Linked DNA regions of Mus musculus: regions 2, 3, 4, 5 and 6 are each linked to region 1. A link is a contact called in public HiChIP or PLAC-seq and promoter capture Hi-C data. All regions are on one chromosome and are shown on one strand. The core of a region is the stretch at or near the end of the contact, and the rest is flanking DNA. Distances in the headings are between cores, read along the strand shown. Region 1 holds the start of Pygl (liver glycogen phosphorylase). Region 2 holds the start of Pole2 (polymerase (DNA directed), epsilon 2 (p59 subunit)). Region 3 holds the start of Psma3 (proteasome subunit alpha 3). Region 4 overlaps Frmd6 (FERM domain containing 6). Region 5 holds the start of Frmd6 (FERM domain containing 6). Region 6 holds the start of Sos2 (SOS Ras/Rho guanine nucleotide exchange factor 2).

The links. Promoter capture Hi-C pulls out the DNA fragments that hold promoters and counts their contacts. HiChIP or PLAC-seq counts read pairs in DNA pulled down with a chosen protein or histone mark.
Region 2: a contact with region 1 is called in an H3K4me3 HiChIP or PLAC-seq map of bone marrow-derived macrophages, with 4 times the contacts expected there. The contact joins the promoter of Pole2 here to the promoter of Pygl in region 1. A contact is called at or near these places in 1 of 39 promoter capture datasets (pre-B cells) and 1 of 115 datasets of contacts at active chromatin or transcription factors (bone marrow-derived macrophages).
Region 3: a contact with region 1 is called in a promoter capture Hi-C map of liver, with 2.4 times the contacts expected there. The contact joins the promoter of Psma3 here to the promoter of Pygl in region 1. A contact is called at or near these places in 1 of 39 promoter capture datasets (liver) and 5 of 115 datasets of contacts at active chromatin or transcription factors (astrocytes, bone marrow-derived macrophages, embryonic forebrain and 2 more).
Region 4: a contact with region 1 is called in a promoter capture Hi-C map of embryonic stem cells, with 4 times the contacts expected there. The contact joins the enhancer-like site here to the promoter of Pygl in region 1. A contact is called at or near these places in 13 of 39 promoter capture datasets (3T3-L1-derived adipocytes, the HPC-7 cell line, cranial neural crest and 8 more), 9 of 484 Hi-C or Micro-C datasets (Th1 cells, bone marrow-derived macrophages, cerebellar granule neurons and 5 more), 4 of 115 datasets of contacts at active chromatin or transcription factors (acute myeloid leukemia, bone marrow-derived macrophages, embryonic midbrain and 1 more) and 2 of 9 other capture datasets (adipose tissue and liver).
Region 5: a contact with region 1 is called in a promoter capture Hi-C map of liver, with 3 times the contacts expected there. The contact joins the promoter of Frmd6 here to the promoter of Pygl in region 1. A contact is called at or near these places in 6 of 39 promoter capture datasets (the 3T3-L1 cell line, cranial neural crest, hippocampal neurons and 2 more), 2 of 484 Hi-C or Micro-C datasets (LSK cells and pre-megakaryocyte-erythroid progenitors), 3 of 115 datasets of contacts at active chromatin or transcription factors (astrocytes, bone marrow-derived macrophages and memory CD8 T cells) and 2 of 9 other capture datasets (adipose tissue and macrophages).
Region 6: a contact with region 1 is called in a promoter capture Hi-C map of liver, with 2.9 times the contacts expected there. The contact joins the promoter of Sos2 here to the promoter of Pygl in region 1. A contact is called at or near these places in 1 of 39 promoter capture datasets (liver) and 1 of 115 datasets of contacts at active chromatin or transcription factors (memory CD8 T cells).

What each region holds. Positions count from the first base shown.
Region 1 is chr12:70,225,910-70,229,835 of GRCm38.p6, reverse strand. Pygl (liver glycogen phosphorylase) reads left to right here and starts at 2,153. Exons shown (of 20, transcript NM_133198.2): 1 at 2,153-2,495. The coding sequence starts at 2,253. It overlaps F730035M05Rik (RIKEN cDNA F730035M05 gene), which reads right to left and starts at 1,995. Exons shown (of 5, transcript NR_045174.1): 1 at 1,458-1,995. It overlaps Gm38467 (a long non-coding RNA gene), which reads left to right. Exons shown (of 3, transcript XR_381644.4): 3 at 183-484.
Region 2 is chr12:69,226,514-69,230,439 of GRCm38.p6, reverse strand. It overlaps Pole2 (polymerase (DNA directed), epsilon 2 (p59 subunit)), which reads left to right and starts at 2,250. Exons shown (of 19, transcript NM_011133.2): 1 at 2,250-2,343. The coding sequence starts at 2,276. It also overlaps a transcript of Klhdc1 not described here.
Region 3 is chr12:70,972,413-70,976,338 of GRCm38.p6, reverse strand. It overlaps Psma3 (proteasome subunit alpha 3), which reads right to left and starts at 1,716. Exons shown (of 11, transcript NM_011184.5): 1 at 1,572-1,716. The coding sequence starts at 1,592.
Region 4 is chr12:70,888,384-70,892,309 of GRCm38.p6, reverse strand. It overlaps Frmd6 (FERM domain containing 6), which reads right to left. Exons shown (of 14, transcript NM_028127.3): 10 at 2,204-2,378. Among named protein-coding and RNA genes, the nearest start is that of Gm32664, 13 kb to the left of the region's middle. Within about 2 kb of position 1,734, at least 51 of the 459 cell types and tissues checked have an H3K27ac peak or open chromatin away from gene starts, as enhancers often do. A contact at or near this core is called in Th1 cells and muscle stem cells, where this site is marked.
Region 5 is chr12:70,823,511-70,827,436 of GRCm38.p6, reverse strand. Frmd6 (FERM domain containing 6) reads right to left here and starts at 1,923. Exons shown (of 14, transcript NM_028127.3): 1 at 1,864-1,923.
Region 6 is chr12:69,679,979-69,683,904 of GRCm38.p6, reverse strand. It overlaps Sos2 (SOS Ras/Rho guanine nucleotide exchange factor 2), which reads left to right and starts at 2,053. Exons shown (of 23, transcript NM_001135559.1): 1 at 2,053-2,390. The coding sequence starts at 2,304.

The sequences.
Region 1 (3,926 bases), core at 904-3,403:
AATTGCCTTTGCCTTTGGAATCTTCCAAAGTTTGAACAGTTTAGATACCGTCCATGACAACAGGGCAGTCATGGTGGTGGCAGCACGAGGGGCTGGCCACGTTGCACCACAGTCAGGAAGCATAGAGGGGCGAGCACTGTTGCTTTCTCCTGTTTTACTCATTCCAGAACCCTTTCCCACAGGACGGTGCCAATGGCACCAACCACCTTCAACATCTGTCTTCCTTCCTCATCTCTGAAAACACCATCACTACCCAGAGGCATGCCTGGTACTCCATTATTCCAACTCCAGTCAAGTTCACAATGAAGACTCATTACCACAGAATTCAAAAATGATAACTTTAAAAAAATTAAAAAGAAAAAAAAGCTAGGTTTTGCAATCTGCCAAAGGACCTGCTCACTGGGATTTCCTTCCCACTTCATCATTTGCCTCTTAGTTTTATTTTTTTATTAGATGTTTTCTTCATTTACATTTCAAATGCTATCCCGAAAGTCCCCTATACTCTCCCCCCAACCTGCCCTGCTCCCCAACCCACCCACTCCCACTTCCTGGCCCTGGCATTCTTCTGTACTGGGGCATATGATCTTCGCAAGACCAAGGGCCTCTCCTCTCATTGATGGCTGACTAGGCTATCCTCTGCTACATATGCAACTAGAGACACAGCTCTGGGGGGTACTGGTTAGTTCATATTGTTGATCCTCCTATAGGGTTGCAGACCCCTTTAGCTCCTTGGGTACTTTCTCTAGCTCCTTCTTTAGGGGTCCTGTGTTCCACCCAATAGATGAGATTTTGCTGACAGGACCCTGATATCGCTATCTCTTGTGAGGCTATGCCAATACCTGGCAAATACAGAAGTGGATGCTCACAGCCTCTTAGCTTTAAGTCAAGCATTCTGACCAAACTCTGCACTCACTCTCAGCTCTGGGTATCTCTGGCTCAATCAAATCCAACCCTTACCCTGTCTCATAGGACCATGCTGTCCTCAAAGCCATTGCATGAAGCCACTTAGTTTTCATCTGCCCCAAAGGCTGGAGCCAAAACCCTGGAAGCTGGAAGGACCAGGATCTGAAACCGCAGTTAGATCTGTGACAGTAAAACTTTCACTTTTAGGGTAATAGCTGGTTTATATGAATTAAGTAACCAAACTCCTTCTCTGGCCTCTAATAGTTAGCTTTGTTTAGAAAGAAAAAAAGAAAGAAAAGAAAGAAGGAAAGGAGTGATAGACAGGAAGGAAAGAAGGCAGGCAGGTAGGCTGACACGGACCCTCTAGATGGCTCAGCAGGTAAAGGCATCTGCTGCCAAGCTTGACCGCTCTGGATCGATCCCAGCAACCATCACGAGAGGAGAGAACCAACCCTGGACCACTACGTGTCTGTGTGCACATTTGAGGACACACGCGTACAGTACATACATTTTGAGAAAAAAAAAATTGACATCTTAAAATGCCTCATGTTTACCTTTCCAAAGTTTAAACACCATCACATTCGGATCTGGTATAAAGATCACACACCAGTATGTCTCCTGAACACGGGACAACTGGTTCCTGGAGTGCTCTCTCCTTCTCCCTCCCTCCCCTTCCCCCACGCCCTCTTATCCTTATGCCTCATTTGGTCAAAGAGCAGTGCAAACAAGGGGTCTCAAATCGAACGAAGTCTTGTCCCCCACTGAGACTAAAGCTTTCTCAACAGACCCCTTGACTTTTACACCAACTGTGGCCAACTACTGTGGGTTAGTCCAGCCTGGGCCTAGGAGTCAAGAAACCCCAGTCCTGCGTCCTCAGAAAAAAAATAAATAAACCAACCAACCAAGGCCCCCTTAGAACCCAGGATAGTACTATGCCTAAAAACTGGGAAGCAAGACCGGGGCAATCAGGGTTAAATCACACTGACCCTACAATGTCACCCTGGGAAGCAACCGTGGAACCCACTGAGAAGAGGCAATGGCTTTACTGGGAACTCAACAAGCGAGCCAGCCGAGGCCTCCTTCCACACCGAGAGACGCGGTCAGAGCCTTTGCGCACTACGTGACCTGGACGTTCTGGGAGCGGCCGAGGGGCGGTGCCCGCAGCCGCAGCACCGCCCTGGGGCTCCCACGCCCCCCTGGGGGGGCGTCACTCTGGGAGCCACGGGTGGGCGGGAACCCGGAGAGGGGCGGATCCCCAACTCCCCAGCGTCTCAAAAGCAGCAAGTAAGGAAGGGAGGAGGCCAGTCCTGCAGCCCGGAGACCGTTCTGTGCTCCCTCCGCCCGCAACCATGGCAAAGCCCCTGACCGACCAGGAGAAGCGACGGCAGATCAGCATCCGAGGCATCGTGGGCGTAGAGAATGTGGCCGAGCTGAAAAAGGGTTTCAACCGTCACCTGCACTTCACTCTGGTCAAGGACCGCAATGTGGCCACCCCCCGCGACTACTACTTCGCCCTTGCGCACACAGTGCGCGACCACCTGGTGGGGCGCTGGATCCGTACACAGCAGCACTACTACGACAAGTGTCCCAAGGTACCAGGCGAAGGGCGTTTGTCCCCCCTCCCCTCCACTCCCTGTCCTGGTCTCGAAGTCTAGGCCAGCAGCAGGACATAGGCTCGGCCATCCCTTCCACCTCCCCCACAGCGGTGTGCCATCCTCAGGGCTCCACTGTGGTGTGAGATCCGGAGACCAGCTGGTGGCAAGAGCCCACGCTTCCCTCTCTGGCGAACTAAGCAAACTATGGAGTTTGCTCAGCACTTAACCAAGGGGGATCCTGCGCCTCCTATGTGATCCGTCCAGGTTCCGGGGGCCCTGACAATCCGCTCAGGTCCAGGGGGCCGGGAAGGGGCACAGAAAACAAAAACATACAAAAGCCTAGCCTTAGAGGGTCAAGCTTAGTGTTTAAGGAAAGGAGAGGGAAGTTTAGAGTTCCTCTAATAGTGACCCTGCCCAGGCCTCAGGGCTGCCTAGCTTAGCTGTGCAACAAAGATGGGGGAGGTCCCGGCCCAGGGCCCAGACCGAGTGGAGACTGCAGTTCCTGAACTTTGTGCTGACTGCCTGATGGGCCTTGCCAAGAGACTCACCTGAAGCTATCCCTGTAAAAACACCCTTCTCCCTTCCAGAAGCCTTGTGGAGGCCCCAGAGATGTGGGGGACACCACATTTAGGCAACCAGCTCCTATTTCTACCAAGGGCCAGAATGCGGAGTCTCTGGGGTGGTGGACATGTGGAGGAACACCACCCCATCATGACCAGTCTTGGAAGAGAACCAGAGCTAATGTGAAAGGTTGGGGAGGAGCGGACAGGGAGAGTGCAAGGCGGCAGCAGCCTTATGGGGGATGGTGTGGTGAATGTTTTGGAAGAGAAAGCTGGAAAAACTGGCTTTGGAGTTAAGTTGGAAAAGATGAACAGCAGACCCTGGTGGCAATGGGAAATGCGGATACATACTTACTACTTAGGCGTTTCTAAATACATAAGAACATCGAGAAAATCTATCTCTACCATTTGTGCCTGAGAACTATAGGAAATTTCCAAGACTGAGGGATAAACTCCTATAGTAAGATACTGTGGTTCTAAGAGCCTAGCAGACTGCTACCCAAACAGGACAACTGCTAATTTGTATCCTTCCAACTCTAAACCTTTGCTTAGAAAAGACTTCAGGTCCACATTCATGACTGTGTCTTTTTATCCGTACAACAAGCTGCACCTTGAGTTAGAATTTTTTAGAGGTGGTACAGGACTTGCCTGAGTTGGAGCAACATTTTGGAAACACACAAACGCAACCGCTACTCTGTAGCATTTAGCATCCCAGCACAGAGAGATAGGTTGTTTCTGCTCCACGGGTAATCTTCCTGGTTCAATGGTTAGTTTTTCTCCTGACTCTTCCTTCCTATACAAGGGCAGAGTAGCAGCAAACATGTTGCATAACTCTTCTTAGAAGAGCTTGGAAGTTCTTAAAAATTGA
Region 2 (3,926 bases), core at 1,001-3,500, 1.0 Mb after region 1:
GCATAATCGCCACCCAGGACAAGTTTAATCTTTTTTTTTTTTTTTTGGCTTTTTGAGACAGGGTTTCTCTGTATAGCCTTGGCTGTCCTGGAACTCACTTTGTAGACCAGGCTAGCCTCGAATTCAGAAATCCGCCTGCCTCTGCCTCCCGAGTGCTGGAATTAAAGGTGTGTATACCACCGCCCGGCTAAGTTTAATCTTTTTAAGTGTGTGTGTGTGTGTGTGTGTGTGTGTATGTGTGTTGTATGTGCCAGTACAGCATACATGTGGAGGTCAGAGGACACACTGGAGTCTTTCCTTGTCGTCTACCTCGATTCAGTTCAGACAGGGTCTCTTAGTTTTTCACTGTTGCTGGCCCATGAGCTTCCAAAATTCCTGCTGTCTCTGTCTTCTATTAGGCTATAGGAATGCTGGGATTGATGATTCTCAGCACCACATCTGGAATTATGTAGGCTCTGGGGATTAGAACTCAGGTCCTCAGGCTTGCATGGCAAGCACTTTTACTTATGGAGTCATGGCAACAAATGGCAGAATCAGGAAGCTGAGAGCTCCTGTCTTCAAATGCAAGCACAAAGCAGAGAAAAAGAGCTGGAAGTGGGGTGATGCTATACAATCTCAAAGCCTACTGTCTGAGTTAGAGTTTTACCGCTGAGAACAGACACCATGACCTAGGCAACTCTTGTAAGGACAACATTTAATTGGAGCTGGCTTACAGGTTCAGAGGTTCAGTCCATTATCATCAAAGCAGGAGCATAGCAGTGTGCAAGCAGGCATGGGACAGGAGGAGCTGAGGGTTCTACATCTTGTTCTGAAAACAAATAGAAGACTGGCTTCCAGGGAGCTAAAAGGGTCTCATTGCCCACCCACACAGTGACACACTTCCTCCAACAAGGCCATACCTATAGTCCAACAAGGCCACACCTCCTAATAGTGCCCCTTCCTGGGCTAAGCATATTCAAGCCACCACAGCTGCTCCAGCACAACTGCACCACCTGAATCTCTCCAAACAGCGCCACCAACTGGGAACCAAGTGTTTACACACCAGAGCCTACGGGAGACATTTTTATTCAAACCACCACAGCTGGGATCTCTCTTTGTTGTCTAGTTTAACTTTTCAAAAGTTTTGAAATGCAAAATCAAGCAAATATACACATGCATTCTTTTTACTGTTTTCCTTTTCAGAAAGATCTTAAATATACGCCCCAGAGATAATTGCTTATACCGTTGTAGAAATCATTCAAGTTTTTGGCTTATTTGCCTCTCCCACTCCCACTAAGCCTCAGGTATCTTAGGCTTGCTTTGAACTTGCTGTGACATCAAAGATGGCCTTTGCCTCCTGAATCCTTGCACCTCCCCGTTCTGAGGCCTGGGATTATAGATCTGTGGTCTTATGCCCAGAGCTTTCTTGTGTCCTGTAAAGTTGCATGCTTATTTATAAACAGCCAATTGATTATTCATCTCAACAGCACAAGTATATGTGTGTGTGTGCGTTTGTGTGTGTGTGTGTGTGATGGATGGATGGATGGATTTTTATATAAGGTCTCACTGTGATTCACTGACTGGTCTGGAACTCATTCTCTAGAACAAGTTGCCCAGGTGTTTACAGAGATCCCCCTGCCTCTGCCTTCTGAGTTCTTGGATTAAAGGCATGTGCCATCACACTCAGCAAGAGGGAACATTTTAAGATGTGCTCTACTGAGTCTACTTGTAGGACTGAGAATAACGATTCAAGAGCAGCTCCACCGCACTGGCAATTCACCTCATACCAACCATTTATAATCTTGGGTTTGTTACTCCACCAGTAAAAAAAAAAAAAAAGAAGGTATGTCATGAAAAAAGTGGGACTGCTAAATGATGACAGCGGATCGTGGAGAGGCCCTCAACTAAAACTGGTCGGATGGGAGTGATCGAAAACGGTGAAAACACAGTATTTCCTGAGCATGTGTAGAACCGGGAAACAACGGCTCTACAACTCTCATAGCCCTGGAAGGGAAGACTCTGGGTGCAGGAAGCTTGGGTAGAGTCAGAGTAGAAGAGGGTAGCTGAGTGTCCGGGAAGCTGAGTGTTCAGAAAATGCTTTTGGGATAAAGGAAGCTTGTTCCCACTCTGACCACTCCTACTTCACTCCCTAGGCAGGGTCTGAGATTCCCAGAGGCCCTGCAGTTAGTAAGGCCAAAAAAATCCATTTCACCAGCCCAAGAATATAAGGGCGGGACAAGGGGTGTGTCTATTCCAGGAGGGGGCGGGGCGTCGGCGGTGGCGCCAAATCGCGAACATGGCGCCGGAGCGGCTGCGGAGCCGCACGGTCTCAGCTTTCAAGCTGCGGGGCTTGCTGCTCAGGAGGTGAGTCTCGAGGTAACCTGACCCGCCGCAATGCCCTATCTAGAACATTCTGTCATAAGAGGCGATGTCTCTCCGGTGCATTTGAGGCTGCAGAGCCTACCTGGGTTTCCGCGATCCTGGCGCCGGGTGCGAATGTTACTTCCAGGCTGGGCGGAGCTGCGCGCTGACGCCGAACTGAGCGGGGAAGTTGGGGGCGTGCTGGCTTCTGATCAACGGAGGTCCCCGCCTCTGCAGAATGGGAATCATTACAGTGTTACTTCTGGAAGTTACAGAGAGACGTGTCAGAGAAGGAGAGACATGGGTGAATCCATATGCGTGTCTGTTGGCGATTTATATTGTAGAGTATGAGTCTTCCAAACCCGTCTCTGTGTGGAATTTTCATTATTGCCTGGAGAAGTAAAATTTGGATAGATTTTAAACGTGTTTTTAGTTTGGCTTTTTTAGATTTCCTAGTTTACAATTTGCCCCCAAAGGAGGTTTTCCTGGCTGTAGTGTGTCTTTTCAGTCTTTAAAAATGAACATATCCAAGAAATCTCATATTACAATTTACATTTTATAATACACTTTCCGTTTAAGTACCTGCTGAGATCCGTATAGCTTTCTGAGTCAGAGTGTGAATGTTTTGTTTTCGTAACTGTGAACTTTATGAACCTTTTAGCTTTACGTTTTGCCCAGGAGTGTCCAAGGGTCAACCTGGGTCTACCCAGGGAGAAAGTGATGAATTTAATTTGGTTAATTCCTGACATTTGGAGAGAGGATTAATTGAGCAATAGCTTTTCCTTTCCTTTCCCTTAAAATGTACTATTATAAAGCTGTTGGAAGCTCATTAATTGATTCATTGAGATATACACTCAAGTCTTTTAGCCTCAAAGCACCGTGTGTGGAATTAAACGCCATGGGACTTTTCCTGTGGGAAGACAGTGTGTTATCTAGTGCTGTGTAGTAGATTACCCTCTGATTTAGAGACTCAATGGCACTCATGCCTGCATTCACTGTGGGCCAGCTATCCAGCACAACTTTAATCCCAGCACTCTGGAGGCAGAGGCAGGTGAATCTCTGTGAGTTCCAGGACAGCCAGGGCTATGCAGAGAAACTCTGTCTAGAAAATCAAACAAAAACTTAACTCAGAGTTTCGGCTTTGAGTCTCATACACTCCAGTCAGGACAGGGTCATCTCACATGTCCAGTGTACCCATCTCATTTAGATTTTTTTAAAAACGATTTATTTATTATTATATCTAAGTACACTGTAGTTGTCTTCAGACACACCAGAAGAGGGCATCAGATCTCATTGCGGATGGCTGTTAGCCACCATGTGGTTGCTGGGATTTGAACTCAGGACCTTCAGAAGAGCAGTCTGTGCTCTTAGCCACTGAGCCATCTCTCCAGCCCAATTTAGATTTTTTTTAAAAAGGTGTTTTACCAAGACCTGCTGCAGGGGTTTGTTGTTATTTTACCTGTTCACTTATTTTTTTAATGAACTGTTTCAAGCCTTGATACTTTAGAGGGCTACTTGAGGTTTTAGAGGGAGATATGAGTTTTCTGTTATGTTAGCTTTTTATAAAGCTTGAGTTGTATAAGATT
Region 3 (3,926 bases), core at 467-2,966, 750 kb before region 1:
ACAACGGAAGATTGTCCATACAGAATTCAAAATTAAATAATAATCCTTTCTTGCTGCATATCTAAGCAATACGGATGGGTCCCAGCACTCATGAGGCTGACACAGAAAGATGCAGAGTTCTAGGCCAGTATGGCTCTATCTCAACCCCACCCCCTACAAACACACACACACACACACACACACTCACTATTTTCTTTAATTGAATATAGGATTTGGGGCTCAGTGCTTGCCTACTAGCTCTTGAGGCCCTCGGCTGGCCTTCCCAACTGCCCAGCAGTAGGGGTTAAAAAAAAGAAAACCAAATGGCCCAAAATGACTGACAAATACTGGTATTTACAATTCTTAGAAGACAGCCAGAAAACAAGCCTTCAACCGTGAAACTTCCTAAAACTCAGGGTTACTTTCATATTAAAATATTCCACATGGATTGACCACTGACAGAGGATAACATTACTACAACTGCAAAGCCAATTTGCTGAGACATATTATTGAGCACTTATCCCAAAAGTATTACATAGTATTAATATCTTGTAACCACTTAATTCTAAGCATAAGAACACAGTATGCGAGTTTAATTCTGAGCAGCAAATCTTATTTTGTTTGTGTGTGTGTGTGTGTGTGTGTGTGTGCGCGCGCGCGTGTTTTGTTTTAAAGACAGGGTCTCTTTACATAGTCCTGGCTGTCCTGGAACTCATTAAGTAGACCAGGCTGGCCTCGAACTCAGAGATCCTCCTACCTCTACCTCCCAAGTGCTAGGATTAAAGGGGTGCACCACACTTGGTGAGCATCAAAATAATGGGGGAAACAAGGATAACCAAGAAACGCATTATTCATTCATTACCTCTACTGCAAATAATCGAGACTGTTAAGTAGTTCTATATGGAGACAAAGGAAAGGTGGGGTAAATCGCTGCACACACTGGGTGTATTTAGCCCCAACAAATTAAAGTCCAGCTCGCAAATCCTCAATACTCCTTACAAATCGGAGGCGCTTAGGCCCATAGATAACCCTTTAAATGCTTACAGACTCGCTTAAAATAGCTTGTTCGCGAAAAGCAGAACGCAAAGGAAAGGCAAGGACTCATGAGATCCAGCCTTTCTTCTAGGTGGTGTCCCGTTTCCAGGGAACGTCCACTAACTAGGTTCCGTCCGGGAAGCCCGGGCAGGCCTGTGAGTCAGCAGCACCGCAGCACACAGCTCCGCAGCACCTGCATGGGCCGGCGGCGGCCGCACGACGCACTCGGCGATCCGGCCGAGGCATTGCGACCAGCAGGGGCTTGCAAGGGGCCGTTCGAGGGTCGAGCCGGGGAGCTCGCACTGCGGCAGGCCCGCGAGTCTCCACTTTCAGTTTCCTTAAGCATGAGACTAAAGTGACTCAGCACCCGGGGCTGTCGCTGCACGGGGGCGGACAGGACCGGCCCGAACCGCCGCGGGAGCCGGGGTCACCGAGACAGAGGCCGCGGGTCCCCAGGACTCGGGCAGCGCCGGGGATCCAGCGGCCCTCCGAGCCGCAGCCGGGCTTCCTCACTGCCTTCAACCCCGAACTGGAAGAGACGGCGCGGAGAGACTCACCCCAGTGCCGATGGAGCTCATGGTGCTGACCCGGCAGGCCGCGGAACGCTTCCAGGCCTCAAGCGCCGCTCCTACGCCGCACACGGCGCAGGCTAGTAACAGGCTCGCCCATTGGCTGCGCTCTCCACCAATAGCCTTTCCTCTTGCGGCTTGTTCCGTGGGCTGGGACGAAAACTGTAGGGGGAAAAAAAAAAAAAAAAAAAAGCAGAGAGCGCGCGTGCGCAGAAACCATAGAGGCGGTTCCCTGGAGAAGTTGCTACTGTGTCAACTGAAACTGGTATTGGAAGAGCTAAGGTCAGAGCCTAGTTCCTAATAGTCCTAAGTAGCTAATAATCCTAAGGAGGACAGGCTTGGGCACCTGTCCTCTGTAGCCCACACAGACAGGAATTCTTAAAAGTCGGGGAAGGAAAAACCCACCTTAGGAAAAGGAACAAAGCCGGGCGTGGTGGCGCATGCCTTTAATCCCAGCACTCGGGAGGCAGAGGCAGGCGGATTTCTGAGTTCGAGGCCAGCCTGGTCTACAAAGTGAGTTCCAGGACAGCCAGGACTACACAGAGAAACCCTGTCTCAAAAACACCAAAAAAAAAAAAAAAAAAAAAAAAAAAAAAGGAAAAGGAACAAAAGGAGGCAATTGACCCCCCCATCCTCCGACCAAGTTCATCATCAGAGTCCGAACATGACGTTTGGTTCAACTGCTGTGCATAACTAAGCAGCCTCGGTCAAGGTGTGATACCTTTTCCATCATGGTTTCAACTTTAGCCTCTCCTGCAAGGTGGTGTGAAATCTATGTGTGAGAGAAAGCTGTCCCTCTGGCTGGAACCAGGCAGGCTTCAGCCTTCTTTCACCCAGCATGTAATTCCTGGAGAAGTTCCAGTTTCTTGGAGTCTTATCAAAAAGAGGAGCACAAGAGCTTCTTTAGAATATCTTCATTCCTACTAGGAAGATTATGAGACTTAGCGTTAGGAAAGGCTAAGGTGGCTTGGGGGACTCCAGTTGCTCGGCTCATTCTAACAACTATCAGGTTATGATCTTAAGTATTAAGTGGAGGGAGGGCAACAGATAAATCAAAGGAGTGGGCATGGAACCTGACCTAGTGGTGGGTGGATTTTAAATCCCAATTGTAAATACAACGTTAGAAATATTTTTATTTAAAAAAATATATCTGAGCCGAGCGTGGTGGCACACGCCTTTAATCCCAGTACTCGGGAGGCAGAGGCAGGCGGATTTCTGAGTTCGAGGTCAATCTGGTCTACAAAGTGAGTTCCAGGACAGCCAGGGCTATACAGAAAAACCCTGTCTCAAAAAAACAAAATAAATAAATATCTGGAGACTTTTATTTTATATAGCTAGAAAATATTTTCCAGCAGGGTGATGCAGAAGGCAGGGACGGGAGGCCAGCTTGCAATATAAGAGCCCTGTCTAAAAAGAAAACAAAACAAACATCAATAAAAACACATTTTTAAAAACCCACTATCAATCAACTTTATTTTGGTTCGTTGTTTTGTTGAAGCAGTCTCAAGTATCTTAGGCTGGCCAAAGATGGCACTGAACTCCTAATCTTTCAGCCTCTACCTAAAGATGGAATTACAACCCTGGTTTATCACTCCAAGCCTAGGTAATGTCTTTCATAAGAAAAAAAAGGAAAAAGAAAAGAAAAACCAACAGCACACATTTCATTCGTTGTGTTTCAGCCTCCCTCCGAGTGTGGAAAAAGGGTTGCTTAGTAGTAGTATTTTTATTATTTTTACATGTTTGAGGGGAGGAAGTGTGCACGTGAGAACAGGTGACCACAGAGAACAGAGGGTGACTTTGAATCTCCTGGAACTGGAGTTACAAGTGGCTGTGAGTTTCTTTGCTCTTAACCCTTGAGCCATGCCATCAACCTCAGCGTTTACAATCTTTGTATTCTTAGGAGATGTTAATGCTGAGACTGGATAGATGCCCCAGCAATTAAAAGCATGGGCTGCTCCTCTGGAGGACCTGTGTTTGAGTCACAGCACCCAGGTTAGGCAGCACACACACACACACACACACACACACACATTAAAAGTAATAAAAATAAATCTTAAAAAAATCTGTATTGGCACATACCTTTTATTTCAGCACTCTGAGCCAGAGGCAGGCACATCTCTTGAGTTCTGGGACAGTCTGGTCAACAGAACAAGTTCCAGGACAGCCATAGCTACTTACATAGAGAAATCCTGTCTCAAAAAACAAACAAACAAACAAAAAAAAAACCAAACAATCAAACAAACCGGATATTCATTAATTTAGTTTTTCTGACTTCTTTTCATGTCAAGTGCTTCACTTCCAGTGGGAATACTACTACACCATTAGTTTGCATTCATGTCAGAG
Region 4 (3,926 bases), core at 485-2,984, 660 kb before region 1:
TCATGACTCAAGGCATCTTTCTTCCCCTCTTACCCCCACGGCAGTGTTCTTGTGATCACCGTCTATAAAAATGGCGAGACGGCAGTATCTTAGAAAGGTACATAGAAGTGAAATGTAAGAACACTCCTTCTTTTTATGCTCAACTAATGCCATAAAAGGGCTTTTCTGGTTAAAATAATCCAGACTACAGGTGGACTAGTGGATCTGCAGCAAAGCTAGCTCACAGAAACTTGGTGTGACAGTTTCTTCAGATCTGAAGATACCTCTAAGTAAAACAAATGAACAAACAAACAAACATATTTTCTTTGTAAGAATCCTGTCTCTATCATTTATTTAAACTCACCAAATAAGCACTGCAGTTTACACCGTTATCACTCCTCCACCCCTACTGTGCTCTGAATGCCCCCTCAAACTCAGGCTAAAACTTCATTAGTGCTGTGTCAGAGTGAGATGTGGGGCTGTTCAGAGGTGACTAGGCTGTGGGAGCTCTGTCAGGAACAGCACTGTTGCTGCCGCCGCCGTGGGAGAGGCCTCCTAGACTCTCCTGTGCCTGCTCCTTGCCCTTCGGATGATGCATCAGGAAGTCCCTGCCAGACATTCTCTATGCATCAGCAGCCTGGGGTGTTCTGTTATGGTGGCAGAGTGAACAGACATTTGCTCACTTAAGCTCCCAATACGCTAAAGGGATGATGCCCTGGCCTCCAAGACCTCAGCATCTTTCTCAACTTTTACCTTATCTCTGCAGGGAAGATCAGACTCTCAAGGGCTCCCCTTAAGGTCATCTGCATTACTAAATGCTTTGGGTTGAGAGCTGATGGGACAGATGAACCTTTTAAGGTGCCATGGTAGCCACTTAGCAATGAGCTACATTTGGAAAACAACCATGGGCTCTGTACCCAGTTGGCTCATCTGTCTCACAGGCTCCCTCTTGGTACATTTGTCTGGATTCCTCTTAGTGTTCATGTCAGCCCAGAGGTGAGTCAATCTGGGAAAAACGGGCAGTCTGCGGTAGAAGCCACTACACCTCACAGTGCTACTAGCTCCTGCCACAGAAGAGTCACAGTGCAGACGGCAGGGAGTGGGTGACTCGCCTTCTCATCACTGTACAGTCAGGGATTCTTCACACACATCTGGCCATGTCTGGCTTTAGAAAAGTTGATCAGATGCACGTCACGTCTTCTTTAGAGGGAGGACAGCCCCTGCTCTCCATGGGAGCATTGGTCAGCACTTGTTTCATATAGAGTCCTAAAGCAGGAGTCACTGTGTCCCAGGGCCCAGGCAGACATTCCATCTCTAATCTGATTACTGTGACAATGACCACAATGGGATTTTTGCGGAACAAACTGAAAGCAATTCTAAGCAAATATGTGACAAGGCCTTTGGGGATGAGAAGCTGGTGTTGACTAAGTGGAGGAGGCCCAGGGCGCCATAACTGATGACCAAGACAGAAACTGCTAAACTCGTCAGCAGCCACAGGCCCCCAACATGGGCTCCTTCCTCCCACAGCACAGCTTGCCCCTTCTCAGGAACAGCGCTAGGACCTCAAAGATCGTCTTCAGGTCCAGCACATCTCCTCAAAGCCTTGACAGGGGCTTGGGCAAAGTCCTTGGATGGAAAAGGCCTTCTCCATTGTTATTATTATAGGGTCAGCTTGAGGGTCTCCCTGCTGTCAATCAGAGAAGCTGTGGTCTATGTTCACTCTCACTTGGGGCTAAGGAAAGCGTCACACTGGAAGGGATTACAACTTCCTGCAGACAGCTGCAGACAGGAACACTCAGCACTCGGGTACAGAAGGCTTCCACCCTAGCCCATTGCAAGCTTTTCAAGTCAGGGGCTAGAAACTCTAAACACATGAGGTGGAGGAGCTGCTCGGTCATCCCTACAGGACTGCAAACTCAATGCAACTTGGCTCTCAAGTTCTGGTCCATGTCTCTAAAAATCCCATTCTGGAGGTTCTTAAAATTTTCCTATTCCTGGCAGGTAGAGAAAGAGGCCAGCAGAGGCAGCTGGGCACCGTACTTCACACCTTTAATCCCAGCACTCAGGAGGCAGAGGCAGGCCTGGTCTGCATCGAGAGTTCCGAGACAGCCAGGGCTACACAGAGAAATTCTATCTCATAAAGAGAGGCCAGCTGAGGCAAGCCACCCTTTGCTTTCCCCATGAGGGACTGGGACTCATGCCGCCATGACCATGACTGTCTCACCTTCATTCTCCTCCTGCTTGCGGAGGTGGCGCAGGACGGGCTGCAGGTTCATGTAGAGGCGGTGGCTGTTGCTCAGGAGCTGCAGGAGATGCCGGGAGCGCGTGGGACACCCTGTGTAGTAGACCAGCTTCCTGGCGGAGGGAAGGCCATCTGGCAAAATCTCAAACTTCTTGCCCTGTGGAGGAAACATGCTAATCAGACTGTGGCAGAAAACTTTACAAACTGCCAAATTCCCCTTTATATTTAAAGTAAGATTCTTATAGACGTGTGAAGCTCAACTGACCATCCTCTGAGGGACATGTTTCCTCATCAGAGCCGTCAAAGGACATGGGACACCAACTCTGGGTTTCTGGGAAACCTGGAGGGTGGGTTGGGTTGGGCGTGTTCATCGTCTTTGTCCTAGCATAGGAGACCCCTCCCTCCAGAAGCAATCCTAACACCTGAATGTAGCAAATAAGAAATGGAGCTGAGGCCAAGCACCAGTGGACTGTAGTTCACAAATAGACTGTGCGTTTTCTTTTAAAGCATTGGTTCTTCAATTTATTGGACCCCAATGCTGGGACGGCAATATCTGAGCACTAAGCAGGCATCAATTCATTTAATCCTCACAAGACATCTACAGTGAAAAGCTTGCTATAACGGTCCAAGAATGAATGAGAGAAACCGAGTCACTAGCTCAAGGTCACACATGTAGACTGCACTGGGAAACTGGTCAAAATGGATTCCTCTCTCCAGGCTAGAATCTCAGGATCAAAAATCCCTTGAGGAAAGGAATGAGGCTGAGAGATCTGTCATCTTCAACAAAATCTTAACTAAGAGTGATGTGGTGTGAGTTTCAGGAGTCGATGATCACGGTGCCCTAGAGAGTCTTAACATCACTACTGATTCTGGGCCATGAAGAGGGCAAACTGGGTCACAAGTTTCAGTTTTTTGTTTGTTTGTTTGTTTTGTTTGAGCCAGGGTTTCTCTGTGTAGCCCTGGCTGTCCTGGAACTCACTCTGCAGACCAGGTTGACTTCGAACTCAAGAGATCTGCTTCTGCCTCCCAAGTGCTAGGATTAAAGGTGTGCGCCACCATGGCCTGGCTCTGATTTTCACAGTTCTGGAAAAGGTCCAGACCATGGCAGCAGTGGTGTGGAGTGTGGGCAGAACATGTTGCAGTTTACATGTGAGCGAGGCCAGAGCAGATGACACCCAAGCAACTATGCAGAGTTGGGCCTTCTGAGTGGCAGGCTGTGAGGAGCCAGTGTGAGGCCAACAAGCTAAGATGGCCCTTCATCTGCACAGGCCCTCTCGTCTGCAGGGAGGAATGTATGTCTACAACGTCCCCAGCTGCCGCTTTTCCTGGTCCACTTTTCTCAATTGCTTCAGAGCTCAGTAAAATTGTGGATTTCAGTGACCTCCAAACAGACACAGATGACAGGGACTGCAACTCTTTGAATGTTACCACGGAGAACATGACTGTCCTAGAACCTGCCTCACCCTCAAGATCCTGAAGATGAAGCGCTTCCCTACTGCTTACAGCAGACTGCTGAAGATGACAACGGGGTGAATGTTAATAACCGGCATTAATGGGAACATCTTTTGATGTCACTTTCATCCTTCACTTGCGCTAAGAACCATCTGAGGCCGCCAGCCAGCCTCCACACTGCCTCATTTACCCTGCATGCCAACAGGCCGGCTGCTGTGGACTTTTAAATGGTTCTATTCGATCGATTTACCTT
Region 5 (3,926 bases), core at 674-3,173, 600 kb before region 1:
GTTTTGAGCCCTGCAAGAGCTGTGACTGTGTCAGATCGCAGGTATTTCTGTAAGCCACTCAAAGCTGGTAGGTGGGCGGGGAAAGGGGGGGTAGTTCTTATTACAGTCAGTCTGCTTTCTGGAGAAGATATCCTGCAGATAACTTGATATAGGATATCCCCGGGGGGACCCTCGCCATCCAATAATCTACCAGAGGTCTCCTTTACTATAAAATATTAAGTGAGTATGTTTATAAACATACCCTCCCCTTAAAACCCTCACATTTCCATGTCAACCACCTCCAGTTGTGGAGTATTCTCATTTTTAACGTAAAACTATAATTTCTCAAAACCACACCCAAGGAAAATGATTAGGTGCTAGAAGTTTTACTACAAAGGACCGAAGCAAAAGGCATCTGTTTTCCTGCTCCATTCTGCTCTCTTCCCCTCCCCCACTCTCCATCCTGCAAGCCATTTGTAGGTCTTGGCTGTTACAACTTTCTACAGCACTCTCAATGCTCTAGATTCGGGATAAGAGAAAACAAACAAACAAAAACTCTTTTTGTCCTTTCAACAAAGTCGGGCCTAAATTTATGCTCTGTTCTTAAGAAAACTCAAAAGTCACAGGCCTTTTAAATGACAGATGTATTACGGAAAATTTTCCCCACAGAGTTTTTGATGCTGTGAAATATCAACTCCCTGAAACCACAGAAAGGAAATGACTTACATTCTTGGAAAATGAAGCCACTAGCAGTTTTCTCCAAAAGCATTCTCTAATCCCCAAACTACACACTGTGGCAACAGTGGGTATTTCGTGCAAAAACTAAATGTAGGTGGATGCTTCGAAGACCGGTAAACAAACACCACTCGGTCCAAAGAAAGGGGGGAATCATGCGTGGAAAATCTGGCAAGGTACGCTTTCCCTTCCACGTTCAAACGCGCCGAGAATCCTTGCACAAGTTTTCCTTCCTCGCAGTGGGCACTACACAGCTCCCGGGGTGCAATGCTAGCAAAACAGACTGGCCGCTTATATAAATAAATAAACAAATCCCCCAAAGGTGTAAGGGGGCCACTGAGCCAGAATTTCTTCCGACACTAGCCACACAACTGTACGGTCTGAAAATTGTTCCAGCTTTTATCTCAACTTTAAATGTGCTTGCTTTGACAGCTTTCCATCCATTCCTGCCTTTAAGAAAGCGCTCCACCATCAGGCTAAGCCATTCTAGAACTCCAAGTGTTGTTTAAATCCTGTAGACTTCACTTGGGTGGCCCCGAGCTGTCCACATCCCCGCTTTCCCGGAGGGGAGGCTAGTGGTCTCCTTTACCTGGTCGTGTTAAGTTCCTCCAGAAACCAAAATTCTGCAGGCCGCACCCGGGACTCGTGTGTCCCCAAGGCCCCCTTCAGGGTTTCCCACACTAGGCACTGGCGGGGATACCGGACAGACGCGCTGGGGTGCCTTCCCGAAGTGGGCTGTCCGGCCTGCGCGCACAACAGGCAATACCGCACATCGCTCGGGTACGCGGGACTCACGGCTCGTCCCAGCTAGTTACGGACGGGGCGCTACAGGCAGGCACCCCTCGAGCCAGAGTCTCGGAGATCGGGGCGCAGGAACGCAGAGCCCAGCCCCCTAGCTCCGCGCTTCCCTCGCGGCCGAGGCTGCCCGGGGGCCCCGGGCCTCCCGCCCCGGCGTGGGCGAGCTCCAACTCGCGGAGAGGCGACCTGCCCGCCCGGTGCCCGACGCCCAGAGCCCCGTGAGAAAGAAGAAAGACGCCGAGAGCGGCAAAGCCGGGAATCGCACTTTAGACCAGCAGGGGGCACAGCGGCGGCCAGGGCGCGCCGTCCCAGAAAGGGGGCCAGCAGGCCGGCGCCCGCTCCCGCGCGTACCTCCAAAGTCGACAGCGCCAGGCTTCCGACTCACAACCGGCGTCTGCTCCAGCGGCGCCGAGCCTACTCGCAGCTCCCAGCACTCCTGCTGCCGCCAGACCAACGCTGCAGCTGCCCCGCCCCCCGCCCACGCCTTCCGCTCCGCCCCCTCGAGTTCACGCCCACGGCCCGCCCGAGACACGCCCTCCCTGCTCGAGGCCCCGCCCCGCCCCAAATTGAAGGCGGAGACCGAGCAGCGGAAGAAGCAGAGAGCTGGGGTGATCGCGGCTGCACGTGGAGCGCTGCCCCCCCCCGCCCCGCCCCGCTCCGCCCCGGACCCAACCAAGAGTCCTGCGGAGGGGTGAAGAGACCCAGGGACCAGGGGACGCGGGTGACATCGGATAACCGAGTCGGGCTCAAGTGGGTTATATAGAGTGAGATATGCTTTGCATGCCTTTCCCAAAGGGACAGAGGCTTCGGTGCGAGGGTAATAGACTGTCCGCCCTCCCCTCCTTCGGAATGGTCCCCTTCTCCGCTCATGCCCCCCCCCCCCCCATCCTCCCGCACACCCTAGTCCCTAGCCTCTCCCTCACAGGCCTAGACGGGTTACCTGGGGGTGGTTGTTTTACGTGAGCTGCGGCTTAATAAATCTGAACTGGGGCGGCCCCTGCGAGAAGAGGAGATTTCGTGATTCCTCTATCCCCCTCCCGTCAGGCGCCCACTTCGACCTCACGGTTTTTATCCTGCATGTGGGCTGTGAGTGCCGCCTAAGCCCATCCGCCCCCGCTCAGTCTGTCTCCCCAGGTTGAAACAGCCGCTGCCTGTGGCCCTCAAAATGATGTGTACCCTTGGTGAAGGTTGCCGGCTTGGCTGTGAGCAGTGCAAAAGACAGCCCTAGAAGATTTCAATAACCCCAAAGATCCCAAGAGGAATGGAGGGTTCTTTGCTCCTTTTGGTAGTCGGGTAAAGAAGCGAAGTCCACTTGTTTGTGCTGCACCTATCTGGACCTGCTTAGGTGTCTAGCAGCTTAAGTGTGTGTGTGTGGTGGGGGCACTGCCACCCACAGTTACAAGCTTCTAAGTGTTTTGTGGATGGTGCTGCTCCAGTGAGGAGAATCTGAGATTCTAGCTTTTTCATGTAGGTGCAGACACCTGAGGAAGAACACTTGATACCCCATAGAAGCTGTATTTGAAATAGCTGATTGCTGTGATTAAACACCAAACCAAACCAAAGCGTTTATTTCTGCACACAGCTCTCAAGTCACACTGCGTCGCTGAGGGAAATCAAGACAAGAACTCAATGCAGAAACCCGGCATGGCCGTGGAAAAGTGTTTCTTACCGGCCAGGCTCAGCTTGCTTCTTTATGTATGTAGGACCACCAAGCCAGGGACTGTAGCCCCTCTCCCTTCCATGTGAGCTGGGCCCTTTGACATCAATCATCAATTAGAAAATTCACCAAAGGCCAGTGTGGTTGGGGGCAGGTCTCAAGAGTTGAAGTTCCCTCTTCCCAAATAATCTAGCTTGTGTCAAATTGACATAAAAACTAGCCAGCCAGCCTGGTGGGCCATGGTGGCGCAGACCTTTAATCCCAACCCACAGGAGGCAGAGATGGGCAGGTGGATCTCTGAGTTTGAGGCCAGCCTGGTCTACAGAGTGAGTTCCAGGACAGCCAGGACTACACAGAGAAACCTTGTCTTGGAAACAAAACAAAACAAACAAAAGACTCCAAAACAACTATCCAGCAGACCTTTCAATTGCCTTTCCATTTTGGAGACCGTGAATAGTAAGTTGTTGCTGGCTTCCACAAGTGTGAGCACGTACAAAAAAAGATATTTTTCTCTCTTTTTATATTTACTCCGGATGAGTGCAAATTGGGTATTAATTGGTAATCAACTGCTGTCTAATGAGATAAACCAGCATACAAACAAGAAACATAGTACTATTTTGGAAAAAAGTTTCCTAAATCTGACTTATTTTCAGGTTTCATATATGAGAATCTAGCAGAGAAAAAAACCCCAGCATATTGTTAGACTGTGAAACATAACTGTGATTATAAAGCAATTAGGTAACCCAAAGAGCAAAGT
Region 6 (3,926 bases), core at 804-3,303, 550 kb after region 1:
CTCTCTGGTGTCATTCTTGGACCCTTTGCACCATGTGGATCCGTTTCTGTTTGCCTAGCCCAGAGATCACAGGGCCGATGCCTGTAGAGGCTAGGCAGGTTACGTAAAAGGGGAACGGTGCCAGATCGGGAGGACAGCCAACTGGAAATGGGTGGCACACTTCTATAAAGAGGACGGCCTCTGCACTGCCTGCTCGTTTCTTTGCATAGATGCAGTAGGCCACGTTGTTGCCAGATCTTTGTCAAGAGAAGCTGGAAATAGACAAGAAAAAAAAAAAGCTATCGACTTTAAAATGGTAATACCAATTAAAAATTCTTAATACTTGGCGAAACAAATACATCTTCAGGCCAGATTAAGCTCAGGGGAGCCTTCCAATAGCCTTTGCCAAGAATAAAACTTCCCACCAATGACTTTCCTATGAGAAAATACAATTGCAGTCTGATAATTTGACAGCTTCGTGTTTTATAGCTAGGGTCTAGGAACTTTAGGAAAAATAAGCTTTCTCTATAAACCAGAGTGTATTTAGTACATGGGACTATGAACATGGCCATTTATTAGAAGACAACTTTAGAACTTTTATTAGAAACAACTTTAGTGTTATTATGTAGGCACACGCGTGTGCGAGGACACACATATGCCACATTTCAGATGTAGACAGGTCAGGGAACAACCTTGCGAAGCCGGTTCTTTCCTTCACGTGGGTTCCAGGGGTGGAACGCAGGTTGTCAGCCTTGGGAAGCGAAGCAGGTACCTTTTCCTCGACAGCCCCAGAGGACTTTTTTTTTTTTAAACACTGTGGATACTTAGATTAAAAAAGAAACCAAAAACAAAACAAAACGGAAACCTCCGATCTCTTTAAGTATTTAGTTGCCATTTTTACTTTATGAAGTCAAAATGGTGTTGTGTTTGGGGGAGAACAATGTTCACCCACTGATTCTGGAGCTGAAATTACTACACAAGTTATCTTTTCCAGTCTGTTCTTCTGTTCCCTTCCTCACTTCGGTGGCTGGCAGCATGACTGTTTACAGCCCGTTGGGAGCAATCTGTTCAGCGATTTTAGTGGGATGAAATTTGGGTTAGTGAAAAAGTTTCCAAAGTACATGCCCCTTCAACTTAAAAAAGCATAGGGACAGAGGATTTTTAGGTTTTTTTTTTTTAATGCTAATTAGTGTGACTGTATCGCAGGATCCAGGTTCTGTAGAACCTTAAGTGGAAAGGATTTGAACATGATTAACCTAAGAACAATATCTGAAAGTTTTTGGATACTTTTTTTTTTTTTTTTTTTTTGATCCATAGGGACTCTAGGTGAAAGACCTCGAACTGAAGTCATCTGGCCCTTCAACGTGCGCTAAGAGCTTCCCATGACCCTACAATGTGACTTTATGAATAGCCACTATCACCTAAATATACAAAGGAGCCACACAGAGCACACGTTAAATAAATATCCTATCAGCCCAAATGTCCTTTTCTCCCCACATCTGTGTTCTGCCTCCCAGAGCTGCAGTCACGGGCTCGGGGGTCCCCTAGGGCTGTACCGAATCAGGATTGTCTGCCAGGACTCGGAACGCTGCCGAGTTCGTCTGGAAGAGCCACCCCGCCCCGTGCACGTTCCCAGGAGAGACCGATTACCCTCCCGGCCCCGGGGCCCCGCACCAGACGCCTCGGCCCGCTCGGCGGCGCGCATGCTCCGTGCTGGTCTTCTCCAGAGACTCGGGAGAGCGAGCGCGGGGCCGAGCCGAGCCGAGCCGCCGCTGCAGGCACCGGGCGCTCGGCGGCGGCCGGCGGGGCTGGAGGGGCGGCGGCGGCGGCGGCGGCCAGTGCCGTGCACGCCGGACACGCGCGCCCGCTCGGCCCCGAGGGCCCTCTGGAGGTGACTCGGGCGGACCCGGCGGTGGCGGCGGCGGCGGCGGCGGCGGTAGCGGCGGCTGCGCGGAGGGCGGGGGAGGCGATGAGGACGCTGCGGGCCGCCGCTGTCTGCCCGCCGCGGCCGTAGCGGGAGTCGGGGCGGGGGCGAGGCCGGCGGTGCCCCGCGCTGCGCACCCAGACAAAGGAGGAGGAGCCTCGGGCCAGCGGGCCGGCGCCGCGGGGACAGCAGGACGCCTCGGGCCGCCGCGCTTCCTCGGGGCTGCGGGGCCGCCAAGCCTCGGCGAACGCCCGCCCGCCGGCGCCGCCCCCGAGCGCTCGGCCGGAGCTGCGGCCCGGGCGGGAGGCGGCGGCCGGGGCGAGGCGAGGCGAGGCGGCCGGCGCCCTGCCTGTCAGGCCACCGGCCCGGCCTCCGATGCGGAGGCGCTGCGGCCGGGGCCATGCAGCAGGCGCCGCAGCCCTACGAGTTCTTCAGCGAAGAAAACAGCCCGAAATGGCGGGGACTATTGGTCCCGGCCCTGCGGAAGGTCAGTGCTGGGGCCGAGGGAGGTGCCGCGGGGCGACGGGCTGGGGGGCCGGGCCCGGAGCTCGCACAACTTGTAACGGGGAGAGCGAGGAGCGGGGAGCACGGCTCGCGCCCGCCCCGCGTGCCGCGGCCGAGCCTTCTCTGGCCGGGCTGCGGGCGCTCCTAATTGCCTGTTGCATCCCGAAGGACGTTTTCTCAACTTTCTTTTTTGGCCTGGTCCCGGAAGGAAGGTTTTGTTATGATCATAAAACTGGATTTCATCTTACAGTCATTTCGTCAGGCAACTTCCGCCGTTGACCAATGCGTTGTCCTCAGGCTGGATTCTGGCAACACAGAGTCCCACTGGTTTTTTTCGTTTCTAAAACAAATGCGCAATTTTGGACCGAGAGGCTACTTTGAATTAAGTTCTTGGGGCTGGGGGTGCTCGCCTCGGGCGGCTTGCTTGCTACGCTCGCCCATTCGCCTGTTGAGGCTGTGCTGTTTTCGCTAATATGGATGTGTGTTTCCCATGTGTGAAGTGTCAGTGAGTCATAGTATTCGTTCTCCAGCTCTTGGGGTGAATCTAAAGCGCCTCCCCACTTCCTGCAGAAGTCTTACCTGAATACAAAGATTGCCTCACAAAATGTGGTCAGTTTCTTCACAGCGACGAGGACTTGCAATAACCACTTTTAAGGGACAGTTGCGGGGGCGGGCGGGGGGGGGGAGGTGGCTCGTTGCTAATCAATCTTTGGAGATTAGATACATTGCTAGGGTGCGTGTCTCCGATTGGTTGGTGCTAGTCTTATATGAAGTTAGGTAATTATGCCATTCTCTTTGTTGCTCTGGGCCAGCAAGAGACTCGTTAGGGAAGGTGATTTGCGGTCCAACAACACAAGCTTGATGGCTTGAATTTCATTCCTGGAATCCACGTAAAGGTGATAGGGGAGAACTGACTCCACAAAGCTGTCCTGGCCTTCATGCAGGCCCTCACCACACACACACACACACACACACACACACACACACACACACACACATGCCACTAACACATATATCACACACACACACTTTAATAAGAAACCTCCACTAGGTAAAATACCACAATTGAGGGAGAATGTAAGATGTAAGGAGTAAAAGTACCTTTTGGGTTCCTGAGTTCATGTGCAGAACCCAGGGGGGAAGGAGAGAACTGACTCCCTACACACACTCGTACACACTCACAGACAGACAGACGGACAGACAGACAGACTCACACTAACAACAACAACTGCACTTGAAAAAGAATTCATCATACATGTCTAGGAGTGGAAAGACAAGTCCACTTTAATGGTAAAAACATTTCCTTGTATTCTTCAGAATTTCAAATTTTCCATTGTCATAATTCTCATAAGGAGGTGATTACTGGTTTCCTTGGGGGCACACACCAAATCATGTCTTTAAAAAGAACTCTGTGGAAATGGAAAGCACATTGAATAGTGATAATTCTGTTTTGAATCAAACGCAAAGGGGAAATACGTGGATAGTAATTAACCCTTCTACCTCCCAGAATGGCAATGGG